7 separate regions of the Mus musculus genome follow, and all the other regions are linked to region 2. A link is a contact called in public Hi-C, HiCAR-type, HiChIP or PLAC-seq and promoter capture Hi-C data. All regions are on one chromosome and are shown on one strand. The core of a region is the stretch at or near the end of the contact, and the rest is flanking DNA. Distances in the headings are between cores, read along the strand shown. Region 1 holds the start of Ift88 (intraflagellar transport 88). Region 2 holds the start of Fgf9 (fibroblast growth factor 9). Region 3 has its middle 28 kb from the start of Gm25614. Region 4 has its middle 110 kb from the start of Gm33472. Region 5 has its middle 60 kb from the start of Gm25614. Region 6 holds the start of Gjb2 (gap junction protein, beta 2). Region 7 has its middle 90 kb from the start of n-TTagt2.

Region 1 (2,700 bases), core at 45-2,544, 650 kb before region 2:
TATGTAACTAATTACATATGTTGACAGTTTATTTGATAATTAGTGTGGGAACAAATAAGAAAATATGTTGCCTGATGAACCTTTATTTTAACAAAAACATAATGTCTTCTTCTCAGACAAGGACTGGGTACCCTGAATGTACAGTCATTTAAAAAAAAAAAAAGTTCAGTGCTGGACAATGGTGGCACACACCTTTAATCCCAGCACCAAGGAGTTTGAGGCTAGGCTGGTGTACAGAGAGCTCCAGGACATCCAGGGCTACACAGAGAAACCCCGTCTCAAAAGACAAGCAAACAAACAAACAAAAAAAAAAAAAGAAAAAAGAAAAAAGAAAAAGAAAAAGATTGACTCTAGTATTTATCTTTCTTTTTTGAAGTGCAGTAACTTGTGATTCCAGTATTTTTTCTTTCTATATTGAAGTGCAGTAACTTAAAATATCCCCATGATGTTCACTAATTAACGTAACAACTACTTATTGACACACAGTTGCCAGATACTGTCAGTTACTGTACGATATACCCCACTTGCAAGGTAACCTTCTGAATGCTGATACAACACACCTGGATCAGAGATAAAGAGGTTTAGTCTTCAAAACACACCAAGTAGCCCGAACCTGACCAATCTAATAGTTTGTCCCCTACATCTGTCCCCACCCCCATCCGTGGGAGGCTAAGGTGGATGTTACATATTCAATGACTTTCTGACACAACTGAACAATAAAGGTTAGTAAACTTCAGTTTTTTTATAACGGGCTTCAAGTCAACATGCCCAACATTTGCTCCGGAAAGAAATATTATTTTGTCTTTAAGACAGGGTGTCCCCTGCTGGTCTTGTACTCCTGAGCGTCATCTCTACTCCCATTGCAGATGTGCGTCATCATAGCTGGCATTACATTACCTTTACTTTTTAATTTTCAGATTAAATTTATTTAGAGAGAACCCAGACAGGATTAATATGACAAATTTATGGGACGACGCGTACAATTCTACGCAATGTTCCACAGAAAACAGTCTTCCAAGGTTCCCAAGCCGCGTAGTGGCTCTGGGACACATTCTATTCATCCGGGCCATCTTGCTCTGGTCTCCAGCTTTGGGGATGGCTGCCTCGGGGTTCACTCGACCTTGGTTTCCTTCTTGTGATTACTCCTACACCTGTAGCATCTCCTGGACCACCATAAACATTGGGCCAGCCTCGAGAATCACTCCGCTGTTGGCGGACCACAGGTCCCAGCAGCCCTGCACTTCCGGTCACGAGCTTCCGGCCTCGCCCACGCGGCGCGGAGGCCTGTGGGAGCGGCTTCCTTGGAGTCGCGCCTGGCAACGGCTGGGCGTCCCGCTCTGGCCTGCCTAGGATCAGGCGTCGCTTCTTCCCTCGGCCCACTCGTGGTCAGCCCGCTCCTCCTCGGCGCGAGGTAGGAGAAGCGCCCGGCCCCTCGCGGCCACCCTCCCTGCTGCCCTCTCCCTGCCCCGTGCGTGAGCGGCGGCGGGGTCGCGAGGGCAGGCGGGCTGGCGGCGCCCAAGCCCGGCTCCTGGCGACTGCGCTTCCGTAGCCAACACTTGGATGGTGCTCCTCTCAGGGGGTGGACTTCCCGCTCCACCCGGCACGGCTACCCGGGCTAATGTCACACGGCTTGGCGATGCCATGGCAGCAGTGAAACTTTTAGAGTTTCACAGTAGGTTACAGCGAACATTTCTAATACTTGCATCCGGTGAAGCTTTGATTACCTAGTAATCGGGAGTAAAAGCAAAAGTACAGAAAAGAATGAATAAATCACAGTCTTATAAAGATAAAAACATATCTTCTGGGAATTGATTCTAGGACACCCAGTTTCCCTGGATACCAAAGTTCCCAGGTGCTCTTTCACATATATACGATGGTATATTTGTATTGTATATAAGCCATTTTCCCATTTTTGTTATCTTAGACTGTTTATTGCTCTATAATTAATTGTTATGCCTAATTGTTCAGGGAATAATGAAAAGCACGCTCGGGAGGCTGGGGGCGGGGGGGGGGGGGGGGAGCCTGTGCATGTTCAGTTCAGATAAAAAATTTCTCCCAAATGTTTTCAGTTTCTAGTTGGTTGAATCTAAGGATGCACAGACAAAAGATATCTGACTACTGTTTTCCCAAAAGCCTAAAATTCCACTTTTCCTTTTTATCTTCAACTCTGGTTGGTAACTTTGGAGAAACTACAATAGGCATTTTGAGTGTGAACTGTATCAAGGTAGAAGTATATAAAAAGGACTTTGCCATGTAAAATAGTTTCACTGGCAATATTGAAGTGACAGCATCCCAAATTATTTTTGAACCACCTTGGAGAATATAGAAATACTGAGTTGTATTATTTCTTAGCCATTCATAGTTGTTAGTAAAGGATAATTCATTTACTATTTCCTAGCCTTGCTTTCTACATCTTTAAAATTTTGTGTATTCCACTATTGGTCTGTCTCCCAGGTGTGTGTGTGTGTAAATCTGGTTAAAAGCCAGAAGAAAGGTCTAGTTCTAAAAGCTGATTGTTTCAATACCTTATGAATAAACGAAAGTGAGATCAGAAGAGTTTGTAAGGAGGGAGCTTTTGAGTATATGATTTGAAAGTGTGATCGATGGAGCAGCAGCTTCAGCATCCATCCCTTGGGAACCTATTGATCAACATTCTGGGGCTGTGGAGATGCTCAGTTGGCAAAGTGTTTGCTGCAGAAG
Region 2 (2,700 bases), core at 132-2,631:
TGAGCAGCGAACAGCGCCCGTGCCCAGCCGGCGGCTCCTGTCTGGCTCTTAGGCTATGCAGAGAGCTTCGGGCCATGGAGCAACCCTGGAACTCGAGCCTTTCACTTCCAGGCAAAGTAGAGCTCAAGGTGGCAAAGCCCGTCCTGAGTAGCTTTGTTTGGGGGCGAGAGAGAACTCATTGGAACCTTCTCCCTGAAGACGCACACTCAGATCTGGGGCGTGAGTCGAACTCAAGGACAGGGGCTGTTTTCAGGCGCCCTGGGTGCCCTTTGCTCCTAGCCGCGGGAACCTGGGGGGAGGCAGGACCCGAACAACTCAAAGATGCGAACCAGAATTCCCTTAACAAACCCGAGTGTGGGCCCACCAGTGTGTGTGTTTTGTGTGTGTGTGTGTGTGTGTGTGTGTGTGTGTGTGTGTGTGTGTGTGAGGGAGAGAGAGAGAGAGAGAGTGAGAGAGAGGGAGAGAGAGAGAGAAGAATCTGACTCACACCCAACTGTCTTACCTGCAATATTGTTTGCGCGTCTGTAAGTCTGGCTGTAGAATGAAAGAGAAACTGCCCTGTCCAACCAAGCTCCCTACACCAACCCTTCCCTCCCAGTCTATTTTATAATGCGACGCAAGGTTACAGAGTCCGCGCGAAAACTGCTTTCTCAGTTCCCCTCTGACCCTGCGTCTCTAGCAAGCTAGATTTCTTGTGGCCGAATGTCTTCGGGCTGCTGCTTCCCGTCTCTGGCACCGCGTCTCCGGCGTCTCTAAAGCCGGGTTTCCTAGGTCGTCCTCCCGGAGAAGTCCCGCGCTCTGCCCGCCTGTGCCCGGCCTGCGGCAGAGCGGCTCGAGCGTCAGGGCGGGCGCTAGGACCGGGCGGAGCGGGGCGGCCGCCGCGCTACCTTAAACCCGGCCCAATGCCGCCGCCTGCGCCACTCTGCGCGCCGGCGGGGGCTGCGCAGGAGGAGCGCTCCGCGGCCACGGCGCTGCGCGGCCCGCGCGGCGACACCTGTTCGCGGCAGCCCGGGCAGCACGCGAGCTCCGGGACGCGGTCCTCGCCCGCCGCTTGCCGCTCGCCTCACTGCAAGCCGCTGGACCTCCGCAGAGCCTCTGCAGCGTTCTGGATACTAGCTTTGGACGCCGAAAGTTTTTTCCCCCTTCTTTTTGTTATATTATCTTTATTTTTTGGAGGAGGGACTGGGAGGAGAGATTTGTCGCCGCCGCCAACGTGAGATTTTTTTTTTCCCCTTGAAGGATTCATGCTGATGTCTGCAGAGTCGGTTAGAGAGTAAAAACAGCGCATGCCTTTCTGGAGTCAGGATCCGTAAATTCTGACGTAGCCCGAGCATCTTAAAAATCCCTGTAATATCGCCCAGGCACTTACGTTGCTATGGTCATTCTGATCTCTAAGCAAATGGAGAAACTACGGATTTTTTTCCCTTATTACGGTCGGATGGGATGAAGACCTTTCTGCCTGCTGAGAGTCGAGGCTCCATATGTAGCGATGCATAGCTGTGTTGATCAATGTCAGTGTGTGAGTATAAAGTGGTGGCTTCTTAGACTATCAGTGGTTTGACCTTGAACCTGTGCCAGAGAAACAGCCGATTACTTTTATTTATGCATCGGATGGATTGAAGAAAAGAACCCTTTTTCCCTCTCTGTCTGCAACTGCGGCAAGGGAGGGGAGTTGGATATACCTCGCCTAGTGTCTCCTGGTTGATACCATCATTATTGTTTATTCTTGTGCTTAAAAGCCGAGTCCTCTGATGGCTCCCTTAGGTGAAGTTGGGAGCTATTTCGGTGTGCAGGACGCGGTACCGTTCGGGAACGTACCGGTGTTGCCGGTGGACAGTCCGGTGTTGCTAAGTGACCACCTGGGTCAGTCCGAAGCAGGGGGGCTGCCCCGGGGCCCCGCAGTCACGGACTTGGATCATTTAAAGGGGATTCTCAGGCGGAGGCAGCTGTACTGCAGGACTGGATTTCATTTAGAGATCTTCCCCAACGGTACTATCCAGGGAACCAGGAAAGACCACAGCCGCTTCGGTAGGTATGCCTTTAACCCCTCACTGTCCACGCGCTGACACGGTCAGATTATTAACTACCAGAAAGGTGGTGGTTAGGCGGGGATGCTCGAAGGGCTATATTCTCATATTCATAACCCCTGCCCCCCACATCTTTGAGTATCTTGCCAGCCCAGGGAGGGGAAAAAGCCTCCGGAATTGCAGATCTGCGTCTGGCATTGGTGCAACTTCACCCTCAGAAGGCCCTTCTTTTCTTTTTCTTCTTCTTTATTTTTCTTAAAGGAGGGTGTGTGAGTGTGAGTATGAATATAACCCAAAGCCCAAGTTTTTTCATTTGATATGTGAGACGATAAGGTTTAAGAAGTTTCTTTTTAAACGGACCCATTTCCATTAGTTTAAAGCTTTAACCACTAAGAACTTTAAACTGCATCCAGTTTCCTGTAGGTAGCTGGTATCTTGCTCAAATTAAGTTTTTTTTTCTCCCTTCCCTTTTCCTCTAATAAGCATTCTGCCTGAATTGTAAATTAAGCGTGTCGTTTATTCCCGGTGGCTGGTCTGAAATCTCTCAGGCAAAGATTGCTGGGTGATCTGGGGGAAGCACTGAAGTCGTGTTTTAGATCCGAAACATCCGGGGCAGAAGCCCCTGGGGAAACTGACCCGAGTGGGGGCGGAAATCCCACTAGGGGTGCCGGCT
Region 3 (2,700 bases), core at 65-2,564, 610 kb after region 2:
AGATTGGATGTGCTCAGCTGCAAATGGTATGCCTTTACCACACCCCTTAATCTTCAGGGTTCAGGGATCTATGTGGAAGAGGGGGAAGAAAATTCTAAGAACTACAGGTGGTAGATGATTTTAAAGGAACAACACTTTCCAGATACAACAGGGCAAATGCACATATAAATATCCAGAGACTGTGACAACACAAACAGGACCTGTACACGCTCAAGACATGTGTGATGCCCTGCACCAAAATCAGCCTTGTCTCACTTCACTATAAAAACATTGTACACCCCAAATACAGAGTTTCTCTCCTACAATGTCACTCTGGATAGACATGAGTGTCATTTATCTCTCCATGCTCCAGTGTGGCCTGGGCCTTGGGGAACTGGTACTATTAACATGGTGTTCATTGTTTGCAGCAAAAACAATCACATTGTTTGTCTTTGACTTCAGGGTTTCCTGATTTGTTCTTTTTTTCCCCCCCAGAACAATCACGTAATCATGTCAGAATAACGTGCCAGCTTACGGTAGAATGAGTATCACAGACCTGTCACAAGTTGGGCATGACATGAGTGGCTCTTGTTACCTAATCAGAGTGCTCTGGTGATTTGGCCTGTGTGTAGACGAGGGGCACCACACTATTTCTTTGTATAGGATGAGGGAGCTAACATTTAACCTCAGGCAGGAAAATATGGCTCCCTCATTCAGTACTGTGCGTTTTCTGGTTCTGCCTGTGTAACCTAGCGAGAATTTCTCCCTGCTTATAGAAGTTCAGCATTTTGCCAGATCACCCCACGCCCAAAGTGATGTAGATGAAATCGGCCATTTAGACATTTCTTTTCACTTTGAAGGCTGATCATCTATTTATTTGTCCCACGTTCTCACCGCCCTTGCCGCTCATGCTTCCCTTCCTTCTCCCTTAGTTTACAGAAAACCTAAAACCCCTAAAACCGCCCTCTTTTGTTTTTCTCTAGTTTATCTTTGTTTGCTTGGGTTTTCTGAGCAGCAATCATTTCTCTTTGTGTCCACCACCCTTTCATAATGTTCTAGCTCTTCTGCTCATTCCTTTATTTTCTCATCAAAGAACTGGGGAAATTTAAAGAGACCCCCCCCACACACACACACATAGCTGATCTCCCAAGACTAACATTTCTCTGTGTATAAAGATACTCTTTTCTGATGCTGAGAGATGGGGCTTTAATACCTTCCTCACTCATGACCCTGCTGACTCAGATGACATCTGCTCTGACTGATGCCTGCTTCACTCTCTTTGCTTTTACCGGATCGCAGTTACGCCTGCCCTGCTGTGATTGTGAAAGGGAATATCCTGTGTGTGTCTGTGTGTCTGCTGGCTGTGTGAAGGAGACCCATGCAGCACGGATGCCCAGAGGAATGTTAGGCTGCGCTTGGGCATGTTTATTTTGGAATGTCGTTCCCAATCAAATCTAACATTTATAACCAGCTTTCCTCCGTGGCTTTCTGGGCCACGGTTTAAATGTCCAAGAATAAACACGTCAGCTGTAGATGGAAGATTATGGCAGCAACTACGGAAGATTGCCATCTTGTCAGCTGCTTACAACCCTGTCTGTGGGCTGCGGGAGAGAGCAGATATGTAGAATGGGCTATAGGACATAGGATGTTATAATCATTCAAGTACCCTGTCTGTCAGAATAGGACAACCACTGAGAATGTGACTTGAAGCCAGAAAGCTTTAAAGAAATTTCTCCAAACCACCAGTGTCTGGAGTCTCTGAGTATTATGTTTTCCAGTGGAGATATGCTAGGCAGTTATGAAAGCCTGTGGTCATACTGTCCTGGGCTCGCACATGCTATCAGGGGTGCCTGGTTGCAGGCTGAGGGAGCGCTTAGGTTCTGGTTTGCCTTTTACGTGTGGAATATTTTTGACAGATGAATGCACCCAGCTTGCTGACACATTCCCTGGATACATTAAAAAAAAAGTCACAATGTCAGGAATCATTTGCCAGTGTCTTCAAGAGATATGAACTTAAAGCAGCACTCATATTCAGGAAGTCAGTGGAAGCTGTCATCCAGCCAAATGAAGGATGTCCCACCGAGTTGGGTTCATAGAATTAAGTGACTGATGCGACATGACGCTCTCTACACTGGCATGCGGTAATTCTTCAAGAAATGCAGCCCACTCTGTCCTCTCTACTGCTGGGCAGTCTGTGATTCTGGATAAAGAGTGTCTGGGAAAAGACTTGATGCAAACAAATCAAACGGTGTTGAGTCCTTAGCACAAAATCTGCCTCAAAGTTATATCTCCAGCTTGGGCTTTCTCAGGGTAGCCCCACAATTTTCCAGATCCTCTCACAGACACATGATAGAAGAGCAGTTTAGAGGTTTAAAAAGGAAGCTGCAGCCTAGCGTGTGGTGACCTTGGCAAGAACACGTCTTGATGTGCTCACAGCCTATCCTGCTCCCAGGCTGTGATCTCAGGGACCCAGAGAGGAACAGCTGCGGACACAGACAGGGGGATCAATGCCATGGTCATGGATCTCATTAATTTCCCTATCTTTGCAGGGTAGAGTTTCAAACCCAGATGCCCTTCGTAGGCAGAGCACCCAATGCATTGCACAGTGAAGTGGTGGCTTGGGCTAACCTGCTTTTTTATTTTGCCTCTATGTGAGCAGTCTGGAGGGAGATGTGCTGAGACTGGCTTGATTAGTTAAAATGAGTAAGAGAACCTAGCCAA
Region 4 (2,765 bases), core at 262-2,761, 870 kb after region 2:
TTTGCAGCATTTGCTGAGAGAATAGGAAGCTGGTGAGTTGCAACGTATTGGCATACCTTTACTTATACTGAAAGCAAAATTCGAAGGGTGCAACCCTTGAAACTCCACGTACTCACAGGGCCAGTATCAAGGTCATTTCCCATCCGAGCCACACCAGGCGGACAATGGGGGTCATTTCACAGATACAAGCCGGTAATTAGAGGTGACTGCCTCTGGCTGTGTGCATGCTGGGGGGGAGCACTGTCTGGCTATGGTCCAGGGGTGCTCGGCCTGGAGAGGGTTTGAGTGGTGGGGGCGGGGATTTAGTCACACTCCCTGAAGCTCAAGTGAATAGCACCAGCAGAATTTGAGAAGCCTTCTTGGGTTTTTTGCAACACTGCTGTGCAGAAACTTCCCTACCATCCTTGAATTTTAAACAGTAAGGCAACACTACTATGAAAGGTACATGCTCTTTTCAAGAGACATGTTGTTGCCATGCTAGTATTCCTCTAGGGGGAGCTGTTGGGTTCAACTTCCTGAGAAGCCAAGACAGGTCCAGAAATTTTAGAGTTGGAGGCAGATAAAACGTGTTGCCAAAATCAGTGCAGGCAGTGCAAACACAGATCTGAGAAGATCTGGTCCTCAGGATCCCCTCCCCTGGAGGATGGACCATGATAGTGTGCTCCCAACCTCTACCCGTTCATGGATGTTCTCTTCTCTGTCAAGCTGGAGGACCTGTCTCTCAGCACTGCTCTCGGGATGGACTTGGCGGATCAGCTACTGAAGCAAATCTTTTGACCTCAACTATGATCTTGTTGCCTGGATGAACACATCCTGACCACCCCCAATGTAGGGTCTGAGCTCTGAATCAGACAAGAGCTGCTCAGTGCCCATTCCCTGGGAGCTGGGAACGAGCTTGATTTGGGGAGTTTGGCCACTGTCACCCTTTGCTTCCATAAGCCACCTCCTGACCTCAGCAAGTGTACCCTCCTGGATTTCGGTAATTCTATGGCACCCTAGCAGCGGTCTTTGCTAATCCTTTGCCTTTGGAGATGAGCCAAAACCTGGCTCAAGCTGAGGTGGATTCAGTGAATGGCTCCCCCCTGCTATTGCGTCCATTTGCATATCAATCAACGTTTTCCCAAGAAATTGGACTTTTCATTTTCACAGGAGCAGAGCAAGACAGAGCCAGGAAATAGCACACTGATAACCTTGTCTAGACTCCCAACCAAACACAAGGAGCCCCTCACATTCTAACAAATCAATAATACATCCCACACACACCTGTACTACGTTATACGGTAGTCAGCAGGGCTGTTTCAGACTTCACAAAAAACAGTTCTTTACTAGGGCAGCCTGAAGCCTGATCTAGCTTATAATCTACTCAGTGGTGACACAAACCACCCTGGAAGGTTTCCCAACTTCCCAGGTTGGTGTTATGTATCTGAGCTTCAAAGCAAGGGTGTGCACAGCCCACATTCCTGCAGGAAGTAAGGGATCTGCAGGAACAGAAATTGAAAGGCAGTTACCTGGCACCAGGCTGACACAATCTGTTCAAAGGACTGTGCACAGGCATGAGGTCAGTGGAGAGAAAGCCCAGTCAGTGAGACAGGCTTCCTCCAGCCTTGGTGGTTACCAGCTAGCCAGTGGCACCTGCCAAGCTCAGAGAGTTGCAGCATTTGAGTGTTTTGTTTTTTATCTTTGCAGGAGATTTCTATGTCACGGAGGCCAAGGACCTACATTTTTATGAAGCAACATGTTTTGAAGACGATTGTTACTAGTGACCTCTTTGCCAACTCCTTGACAGCTATCACTATGCTATTCAGAGTCAAGGCAAGAAGGAAGAGAGCACACAATATACAACTCTACTACCTGAATTTAAAAGGAGGAATCCTGCTTTCCTCTTGGGAGTAGATTTCTGTTTTTCAACTCCAAATGTTTGTCTCTATTTCAGAATTCTGCCAATATAGGTTGGATATCTGTAATCTGGAAATCTACCATCCAAATTTTTTCTCAATTCTGAATCTTTTTAAATGCAGAAAGAAAAAAAAAAAGCTACACTTGTGAAATCCCCCACCTGACATCCTTGAAAGGTCCCCCTGTAATACAAGTGGTGAATTTACCAAATAAGAGAACTATTCTAGTCTACTTTCTGTTGCTGTGATAATCATCATAATCATAACTATCTGAGGAGGAAAAGGTTTATTTTATTTTCTGTTTCCTGGTAACAGTCCATCACTAAGGGAAGCCAGAGCAGGAGCCCAAGCAAGAACTGAACCAGAAATAATGATGGAATCCCATTTTGTGGCTTGCTCCTCCTGGCTTCTTCATTTTGCTTTCTTATACAACCCACAAACATCTGTCCAGGGGTGACACTGCTCACAGTGATCTGAGCCTTCCTGTATCAATCAATAATCAAGAAATAACCTCAAAGGCGTGCCCACAAGTCAATCGAATGGAGGCATTTCCTCAGTTAAGGTTTCTTAGTCCCATGTGACTCTAGTTTATGTCAAGTTAATGAAAGTAACCAGCATGGTCATCTCATGGTTATCAGATGTGTCTAAGCTGCGCATCAAACATAAATGAGCTTCAGGTTTAGATTTTGGCTCATTCCCAAAGTACCATGCTAAAAAGATGCAAACATTCACAACTCTTAAATCAAGGCTACTTGACCTGTATTTTGAAGAGGAAGCGTTAGCCATTCTTAGTGTCATCTTACCTTTTAGATGGCTAAGAAACACTGTGTTTGAAAATATGACTCTGTGGGAATGACAATGGATATATAG
Region 5 (2,700 bases), core at 37-2,536, 640 kb after region 2:
TTGCGTAATGAAAAGAAATGAGTTTCATTTGTGAAACTCAGAGTTCTACAGACTTACCAAGTCACAGACATCTGCCATTTGTAGGCATATCTCCAGCTAACTTTTACAGTAACATTATTTCTATACCAAAGAAACTCTGTAGTGTTCCAAAGAAACTACTTACAAAAGGATTTGGGGTAAAGGACCATTGAAAAGTGCTTCCTTTGCTGCTCCAGTGTGCTCATGTAGTCACTCATCCACGAGAATTCTTTCCTGCTATGTATGAGGCATGTGTCATAGCCTAGGGATCCAATGATTGGATCCTGAGCATAAGGTGTGTAACTAGCACTTGTCTCTGTGAATACAGGGTGAGATTAACACAGTCTTGACCATCAGGAAGGATTTTTTAATGAAGTGTCCTTTAAGTCAAGATCCAAACGATAAAAATACACTTTGAGGCCTATTTATAGCTGAGACCAAGAAGCAGCCTAGGAGAAGTTGAATGATCCCAGCAGGGTTTGAGCACAGAATATAAGAAACAAAAGGTGACTTGAAGACAAGTCAGTAGTCACTGTGCTGCAAAGTAGAGGTCTGAAATCATTGACTTTTCTCTTCTACTACACAGGGCAGCAAGGTTTTTAACAGGACTTTGTACCAGTGACTCTGAGGTCTAGGGTTTACCGGGTCACATGTTGCCTAGTGAATACTAGGTAATGTTTTTGTTAAATTGATGCAGTTAAATAAGTTGAAGACAGTAAACTTTTGTCAGGAACATTCCAGTGGGAGAAGTCACTGCTCTTGAGTGTATTTCGATCTACTGTTTCTTCATTTATTTAGTATGCCACCTTGGAGGAAACCAGGAAGGCCAGACACAGGCATGATAGTGATTTGCCGTCTTTCCTGACAGAGCCACAGGCCAGAGCTACTGTCTCAGGAAATGGGAACAGCCCTTCCCGACACAGTGGGGAATATGTCTTTGAGCTTTTGAGTTACTTGAAGTGTCAGGATCATTTATTTTTTTCAGAATATGCAATATCAAAAAAAGAGTGGCAAAATGGAGAGAAAAATCCAAAAGAAGAGAAATAGTAGACACTGCAGACTTGTTTCCACGTCACCGGCCAATAAACGATGTCTAGACTCTGTCCGTCACTGCCATCTGGAGAGATCGCCTGTTCTTACATAATAAGTGAATCAAAGACAAACAATCACACACGTGGGAGAAGCAGCAGGCTCTTTGCATTTGCCTCCCTTAGGAAGGCTTTGCCAAGAGGAAGGCAACTCTTCCAGCTCAGCCAACCAACACTTTGTGCAAATTGCTTCAGTTCCCAGCTATCGAACCCTTCTGACCAGCCAAGCCATTTCTGAATAGCTCAACACTTCTTACTTTGGCCCAGACCCAAGGCTTTCCTGAACACTGAGAATTCATATGAAGAAGATTATATAAACTTTCCATGACTATTTTTTTTTTCTGAGCTTGAAACCAAAGTAATATTTGAGCATTCTGCTATCTAGGGTGAGTATTTCTGAGTAACTGGTCAGGCTTTTACATGGGATGGGAATACAGGTTTACTTGAGGATGTAAGACAGTAGAGAGAGCTCGGTCCTTAGGGAACTATCACATAAATGAACAAAGCAAGAACAATGGTTCTAATGGGAGAGAATGTCCGACCTCTGCCTCGGCTCTCTACAGCTCCTTACCCTTTGCTTAGATGACACTTTTTCTTCTTTAGCTTTCTCTTTGCTGCTCAATTCTTGTCCCCAATTTTGATCCCTGAATCCTTTACAGGATAAAGGCATTGTTAGAATAAAAGAAGCAGGAGGAAGTGATACTTCAGACTGGTTAGCAAGGAGGGTTTCTGGAATCCTCCACAGCGATTTATGTTCCTTCCCTAAATCATTAGATATTTGAGAAGAAATCAAGCCGTTGGTTTGGGGACTTATTGACTTGTTTTCTCAAGGCAGTATCTCAGGCAGTAGCCCAGATTAGCCTTGAATTCTCACAAAGTTAGACTGCTCTCAAACGTCTGTGTATTCCAGATCGCCTCAAACTTGGAACTTCCCTCCCTTAGCCTCCTGAGTGCTGAGATTACAGACATGTGACACCAAACCTGGAATAAAAAAAACAAAAACAAAAACAAAAAACAAAAAACAAAAACTTTTTTGAAGCAGTTGTGACATGCTGTGGTTGCTAGACCAACATTTATGATTGATCTGGGGCCTTTGGAGCATGGTGTTCATGAGCTCACACAATGAGTTGAGGACTTCATGCTCCCAAATGGCTGTAACCAACAGCAAGTTGGGAGGAAGAGTTATTTTTAACCTTACAGTAGGGCAGGGACTTAGGGCAGGGACCTGGAGGCAGGAACTGAAGCAGAGACTGTGGAGAAATACTGCTTCCTGGCTTGCTCAGTTTGATTTTGTTTACATCTCAAGTCCATCTGTCCCACTCTGGGATGGACCCTTCCACATTAGTCATCAATGAAGAAAATACCTCCATGGGTTCATCTTCCAGCCATTATGATAGGCTATTTTCTCAATTAAGGTTCTCTATTCTCAGGTGGCTCTACTGTGTGTAAAGTTGATAGAAAATCAACCAGTATAGGCTTCCTCTACTTATCTGTGTGACCAACTCTCTTTAGAGGATTGGACATAGCTGTTTTTGGAGTAAGGGCTATAAATTCATGAATATGACAGGAAAGTATGAAGCTCATAATCACTTTT
Region 6 (2,700 bases), core at 134-2,633, 970 kb before region 2:
TGTGGTGTAGGAGGTGATTTCCAGGCTGGCCTTAGGACTAGGTCACACGCAGGTCCCTACCTGGCATGGGACACCTGGAGATTGCCTTGAACCGGTGAATCATTCGCTCCTGAGTAGAAGGGAGCTTCTCCATGTTTATAGTATATACTGCATATGACCCTTATTTGCCTTAAAGGATACTTCGGGGAGCTGGTGGACTGCCTCTAGATGCTGACCCCACCGCACCCTCCACCCTTCTCATAATTCACTGGCTTTGCCCATAGTTCCCAAAGGACTCCGGGGTAAGTGTAGCCATGACTGAGCCAGGCTTCTCAGGACAATCCCGTGGACCTGAGCAATGGGTCCCATTTAGGCCTACGCTCCCTTCCCTTCCATTGAGGCAGCACCAAGGGGCTGATGCAATTGTCCTAAGGGACAAGTTTCTCAGCAGCACGCCATCTGTGAACCTGTGCCTTCCCTTCCAGCTGTAACGTCCCGCCTGGACGCAAATCCTTAAAAAGCATTTAAGGAAAGAAAAAAAAAAAAAGCAATCAAAATCTCCACCCGAGTGCAGGTTGGGGTTCCCCAGCTCGCGGGAGCGGCTACGGCCGCGCGTTTTGGGCGGTCGCCCACGTCACCCCAGTGCTTTAGGTGGTAAAGGTCAGTGTCTTCCCACGGAGGCTTCCTGCTTAACAAATGAAACTGAGTTTTCCTGCTCAGCTTTCGGTTAGCTAAAAACTTTTCAATGGCGGCAGACAACGCAGCCAGGAGGCCTCGGGAAAATTCTAGCGAAGGAATACTGGCGACACGTCGCAGTCGTGCGCGGAACAGCCTGGCCCCCGCGTCCCTCCCCACCCCGCGCTGTGCGGGACCTCCCGGCTCAGGCTGTGCGCGGCGGTGAGAGCAGCCGGCTCCAACCCCGAGCCGGGCCAGACGCCTGCAGCCGAAGAAACGCGTTCACAGCTCGGGTCCCTATGCACGGGTGGCGGTGGCCCGTAGGGACCGCGCAGCGCGTTCCGGCCTCGGTTTCCCAGGACCGTGGCGGCCCGCACCCCTCCTCGCACCTCACGCGTCCCTACTGGCTGAGTCTCGCGCCCCAGCCACCGTGGGGCGTTGCGGTCGGGGGCGGGTTACACCAGTGTGACTCGGTGGCGCGGATTGGCGGTCGCACCTGTGTCCGGAGGAGCGTGCAGCGTTGGGTGGCGGGAAGCGGCGAGGCGCTGTCCCCGGTAAGGAGCAGGTCTGAAGCGGGTCCCGGGGCCGCTCCTGGGTTGGTCCGAAATGGGTCGCCGGCTGATCCTGTGCTGGTCGCCGCGGGTCCCGGTGGAGGCTGCGCTCAGTGGACTGGAGCGCCGCCGACTGGCTGCGAGTTGGGAGAGCGGAGCGCGCCGCGCGCTGCGATCCTGGACACCTGTTGGCCGCGGCGCCTTTTAACCAAAGCCCTCACCCCGCCTCTCTCACCCTGGAGCGATTGAGAAAGTTGCGGAGGAGGCGGCTCCCAGTAGCCCGCCACCCCCAGCGCCACGGGCGGGGCTCTCCGGGCACCCAGAGCCGTCAGGGCCCGCCGAGTCGCGAGCTCTCCTGGAGCCTAGGTCACTCCCCACCCCACTCCGCCCCACCCCACCCCCAGCTCTCTTTGAGCTCAAGGCTCTTCCAGTGTCCTGTCCCGAGCGCAGCCTGAACAGAGCTGGTAGACCTGTGTCTTCACCCAGGACGCAGGTCGCAAAGCTCCAAGTCCCAGCTACTCGCTTTTGGGGGATTGGGTGATGTTGAAAGAGAGTTGATGTTGCTCTTACTACTCTCACTAGTGGAAAGTGTGCTGTTATATTCGAAGCTTCGCTGTAGTAATATTATATATACTTGTGTGTGTGTGTGTGTGTGTGTGTGTGTGTGTGTGTGCGTGTTAGATAAACGGACGGTACAGTTTTGTGTTGGCCTGCAGCTTCCAGTAGCGCACAGGAGACTCCTCTCCCGTAGTGCAGTGAGCTGAGGCATCTAGAATTCGGGTTCAAGGCAGACTAACAGAGGGCGCCGCCAGGGCTGGCCAAATTCTGGCTTCTATTTCTTTGAATTCCCGATTTAATTCGATCACTTTGAACAGGGTGCCAGTGGCTAGGACAGAAGAAGATGTAGAGGTGCGTCTCCAGGGCTGGCCTGGAAGTGGACTTGTCACAGTCTCTGGAGGGTTCTCTGCCTGTGCCCCCGCTCTCTGTGTCCTCTTTTCCACAACTGAAAGCATTGCAAGGAAGGGGCACCCAGATTCTGCCGGTGCAGGGGATGCGGAAGGGGGGGGGGAGCAGAAGAGGTTAGGCAAGCCCATCCCTCTTGGAGTCCAGGATGCTGGGAAGACCTGGGCAGCCTGCATCTACCTCTCTCCGCCAAGCTGTTCGTGGGTTTTGAGGGCTCGGTGTTCCACATTGCTTGGCTGTCTGGATAGTTTTGAGAGGAGTTACGGTGGACATTCACAAGAGCTAGCTACGCTTTGGGATACCTAGGCCAGCTAGCTTCACCTTACTACTTGCAACCCGAGTCCTACAGCTGCCAGGTTTGGAATGAAAACGGCACATCCCCACAAAGTTCCTTCAGATTAGCTTTACACGCAGTGAAGAGACTGATTCATTCTGACAAGGCCCGTCTGGTCGAAGGATTGGCTTTCAATGAAAGGACCATGGCTGAAGGTACATGCTTTCCCTGTAAAGCTGGCACATTGCCGCGGGCAGA
Region 7 (2,700 bases), core at 177-2,676, 840 kb after region 2:
AGCTAGGCTTTTGAAATCTTCCCAAATCTTCTCAGCTTTTTGACAGCTTCTCAGATAACTCAAATGGCCAGTCAGACATGTTGCTGTGGTAAGCACCAGGTGGGGAGAAATCAAAGGGGAGGGTGGCAGGGGACTTGTTAGTGTGACAGGCTCCGCTCCACACCTGGCAGGCATGAGAGCACACATGCGCACACACCCTCTCACACACACAGATGCACGTGCATGTGAGCCAGGTACCAAAGTAATTCAAGATTTTCCTAATGGTTAGAAACATGAGTGCTTATTCTAATAAAACAAAGACAATCTAATCCAAGCAGCGGGAGAAATAAAAGCACAATATTGAGTAACTCTGTGGACCCATGATCAGTCTCCCTATAAATAACAATGGAAAAGGAATACAGTGAATTATTAACCTATACCATGAATTTCTTCGTTGTGTACTTTACTTTAAATTTGACTTTGATTTACCCTACTCTCTGCTTTTCCATAGAAAGCATGACAAGCTTGCAATCTCTTTCATTGATGTGTCAACAACTTTACTGTCTCCCATCCTGACCCAGTCTTTTTCTCCCTCTGCTAGTTCTAGGAACTGGACTCGGGGCATTGGATGTGCCACCACTTAGCGACACTGCCAGTTCTTATTTTTTAGTATTATTAAATGGCTCACTGTAAGAAGTCTTGTAATATGAATCAGGAGAGAGATTTTTAAGGAGAAAACTACTTTTGAAGATATTATTGCTTGGCAAAATTGTAGAACAGCCAAAATTGTCATTTTGAAAGTGGAGTTTATAAAAAACATCTCCAGCCATACAGTCCTAATCAGCTGAGAGATTTCCATCCTCCAACCCCATGCCAGCTGGCTTGGGTAGCCACAGTTTTTTTTTTCTTTTTTCTTTGGCAATTGGTCAAATACAACATACATTGTGAGCAGCTGGATTAACCTAACAGCCCTTATGAGAGCCCTTTCATCTGTTTTACAGAGATAGAAGGCTCCAATTTAATTATAGTCTAACTGGAAATCGTACATTTCTTTCTAATCGATAGGCTTAAATCAGAAACACGCAACTCAGATTCTAAATGCAATCTTTTAATAAGAGTGAACTCTCATACATTTATCATTTCCTTTTGTACACATATATTTTATTGTCTGATTTTTTTACTTACCTCAGTGGTTGTCTTTTCATTAAAGACTCAAAGTCACAACATGACACAGAATTAGACAGCCCTATAATGGAACACTGAAACTCTTAGCTTACCATGCAGTTGGGTTTTTTTTTTTTTTGGTTGTTTTTATTTTTTTTCTTCTGTCTGAGTTTATAATCAAAACAGTATTGGACTTTTTAAAAATTTCACAGTCACCACGATGATGGTATTTGCAGTGTTCTAAATGAGAACCATATGCTCTTCCCTAACCTATTTAGCAGTGGTGGCCAGATGTTTGAACAAATTATGAAAGACAGCTCCCAGCTTAGCCTAACAGTTAAGCCTAATGCTGGCCACTCACTTGTTCTCACAATCTGTCCTCACTTCAACTAACGGAAAAAAAACGTCTACCTTTAGCAACCTATGTGTCTGGGTCTTGTGTTTTTCCTCAAGTTCAAATGCTGACAAACATTCTGAGATGTGGGAAAAGTACCTTTAAAACATGTATGGGGAACCAGGAAGAACAACATAAGAATGAAACCCTAGCACTCAAGAGACTGAGGTGAAAGGATCATGAGTTCAAGACCAGCTTGAGCTACATAGAGAATACCAGACAAGCCTAGGCTTTTTGAGAAAGAGAGAGACAGAGACAGAGACAGAGACAGACACACAGAGAGACACGGAGACAGACAGAGAACCATAAAAACCAATAATCACTACAGAAATTTAAGTGGTAATTGACTCTTTAAAAACACATATAATTTTATGATGTGGTTGTTGTGTACCATGGAGAAGCTCATCCTATGTGATGGGCATAGCATTAAATGAAGAAAGACTACCAACAAGTTAATAAGATAAGATAGAATGCTAGAAATTTTCAAAGGAAAGAAAAATTGGGAAGGGGAGAGTGAAAGAATAATGGTGCTAGTGGTGAACTAGTGGCGACATGGTAAATTTAAACTTAACTATATGCATTAAATGTAAATAGTCAAAAATTGTAGTTAAAACAGCAGAGACCAAGGCTGGGAGATTCTCCAGTGGACAAAGTGCTGTGACAGCGTGAGAAGCAGAGTTCCCATTCCCAGAACCTACATAAATGCCAATGAACCCCTGCCCATAATTCTTACACTAAGAAGGAAGCATCGGGGATCCCCAGAGCAAGTAAGCTGCCTAGCTAGACTAGCCATATTAGTGAGCTCTGGGTTCAATTATGACCCTGCCTACCACAATGAGTAAGCTAAAAAACACCCTTGATGTCAATCTTGGACCTTCACATGCACACAAAACACTGAACATAGTTTCATTATCAGGCAACTTGTTGATCAAATCAGCAATCAAGGGTACAGGAAGATTCATCAAAATAGACCAAACAATGAGCCCGCCATCAGTTCTCAATACGTGTAAATGGATCCAAATCACACAGCTGATGTTCTCTGATGAAACGGGATAAAATTAAGAGTCAAGTGATAAAAATGGTACAGGTAAATTCAAATTTTTTTGGAAACTAAGGAAAACTTTTCTGAGTTTTTTTGTGTGTAAAATAAGAAACAGCCTGAG

Evidence for each region. Promoter capture Hi-C pulls out the DNA fragments that hold promoters and counts their contacts. Hi-C and Micro-C count contacts between places; a contact is called where the count stands out from the background. HiCAR-type assays count read pairs that join an accessible place to other places. HiChIP or PLAC-seq counts read pairs in DNA pulled down with a chosen protein or histone mark.
Region 1: a promoter capture Hi-C map of embryonic stem cells shows a contact between it and region 2, with 2.6 times the contacts expected there. The contact joins the promoter of Ift88 here to the promoter of Fgf9 in region 2. A contact is called at or near these places in 2 of 39 promoter capture datasets (embryonic stem cells and pre-B cells) and 1 of 484 Hi-C or Micro-C datasets (LSK cells).
Region 3: a contact with region 2 is called in an H3K27ac HiChIP or PLAC-seq map of SST interneurons, with 15 times the contacts expected there. The contact joins the enhancer-like site here to the promoter of Fgf9 in region 2. A contact is called at or near these places in 3 of 39 promoter capture datasets (the C10 cell line, cranial neural crest and hippocampal neurons), 1 of 484 Hi-C or Micro-C datasets (uterus), 12 of 115 datasets of contacts at active chromatin or transcription factors (SST interneurons, craniofacial prominence, embryonic forebrain and 7 more) and 1 of 9 other capture datasets (embryonic stem cells).
Region 4: a Hi-C map of cerebellum shows a contact between it and region 2, with 2.6 times the contacts expected there. The contact joins the enhancer-like site here to the promoter of Fgf9 in region 2. A contact is called at or near these places in 2 of 39 promoter capture datasets (cranial neural crest and hippocampal neurons), 2 of 484 Hi-C or Micro-C datasets (cerebellar granule neurons and cerebellum) and 7 of 115 datasets of contacts at active chromatin or transcription factors (craniofacial prominence, embryonic forebrain, embryonic hindbrain and 4 more).
Region 5: a HiCAR-type map of kidney shows a contact between it and region 2, with 5 times the contacts expected there. The contact joins the enhancer-like site here to the promoter of Fgf9 in region 2. A contact is called at or near these places in 8 of 39 promoter capture datasets (cancer-associated fibroblasts, cranial neural crest, embryonic stem cells and 4 more), 9 of 484 Hi-C or Micro-C datasets (cerebral cortex, cortical neurons, myocytes and 3 more), 19 of 115 datasets of contacts at active chromatin or transcription factors (PVALB interneurons, SST interneurons, VIP interneurons and 14 more) and 4 of 9 other capture datasets (adipose tissue, embryonic stem cells, liver and 1 more).
Region 6: a contact with region 2 is called in an H3K4me3 HiChIP or PLAC-seq map of embryonic stem cells, with 6 times the contacts expected there. The contact joins the promoter of Gjb2 here to the promoter of Fgf9 in region 2. A contact is called at or near these places in 1 of 39 promoter capture datasets (embryonic stem cells), 5 of 484 Hi-C or Micro-C datasets (all in embryonic stem cells) and 1 of 115 datasets of contacts at active chromatin or transcription factors (embryonic stem cells).
Region 7: an H3K4me3 HiChIP or PLAC-seq map of craniofacial prominence shows a contact between it and region 2, with 6 times the contacts expected there. The contact joins the enhancer-like site here to the promoter of Fgf9 in region 2. A contact is called at or near these places in 5 of 39 promoter capture datasets (cranial neural crest, frontonasal cranial neural crest, hippocampal neurons and 2 more) and 7 of 115 datasets of contacts at active chromatin or transcription factors (SST interneurons, T-cell acute lymphoblastic leukemia, craniofacial prominence and 4 more).

What each region holds. Positions count from the first base shown.
Region 1 is chr14:57,422,777-57,425,476 of GRCm38.p6, forward strand. It overlaps Ift88 (intraflagellar transport 88), which reads left to right and starts at 1,295. Exons shown (of 26, transcript NM_009376.2): 1 at 1,295-1,411.
Region 2 is chr14:58,071,305-58,074,004 of GRCm38.p6, forward strand. It overlaps Fgf9 (fibroblast growth factor 9), which reads left to right and starts at 1,382. Exons shown (of 3, transcript NM_013518.4): 1 at 1,382-2,028. The coding sequence starts at 1,752.
Region 3 is chr14:58,676,912-58,679,611 of GRCm38.p6, forward strand. No RefSeq gene overlaps it. Among named protein-coding and RNA genes, the nearest start is that of Gm25614, 28 kb to the left of the region's middle. Within about 2 kb of position 1,315, at least 7 of the 459 cell types and tissues checked have an H3K27ac peak or open chromatin away from gene starts, as enhancers often do. A contact at or near this core is called in SST interneurons, where this site is marked.
Region 4 is chr14:58,937,765-58,940,529 of GRCm38.p6, forward strand. No RefSeq gene overlaps it. Among named protein-coding and RNA genes, the nearest start is that of Gm33472, 110 kb to the right of the region's middle. Within about 2 kb of position 1,512, at least 6 of the 459 cell types and tissues checked have an H3K27ac peak or open chromatin away from gene starts, as enhancers often do. A contact at or near this core is called in cerebellar granule neurons and cerebellum, where this site is marked.
Region 5 is chr14:58,708,840-58,711,539 of GRCm38.p6, forward strand. No RefSeq gene overlaps it. Among named protein-coding and RNA genes, the nearest start is that of Gm25614, 60 kb to the left of the region's middle. Within about 2 kb of position 1,287, at least 10 of the 459 cell types and tissues checked have an H3K27ac peak or open chromatin away from gene starts, as enhancers often do. A contact at or near this core is called in kidney, liver and ventral hippocampal neurons, where this site is marked.
Region 6 is chr14:57,103,319-57,106,018 of GRCm38.p6, forward strand. Gjb2 (gap junction protein, beta 2) reads right to left here and starts at 1,384. Exons shown (of 2, transcript NM_008125.3): 1 at 1,151-1,384. Gm32912 (a long non-coding RNA gene) reads left to right here and starts at 1,347. Exons shown (of 5, transcript XR_383459.4): 1 at 1,347-2,700.
Region 7 is chr14:58,906,690-58,909,389 of GRCm38.p6, forward strand. No RefSeq gene overlaps it. Among named protein-coding and RNA genes, the nearest start is that of n-TTagt2, 90 kb to the left of the region's middle. Within about 2 kb of position 1,427, at least 6 of the 459 cell types and tissues checked have an H3K27ac peak or open chromatin away from gene starts, as enhancers often do. A contact at or near this core is called in craniofacial prominence, embryonic limb bud and second pharyngeal arch cranial neural crest, where this site is marked.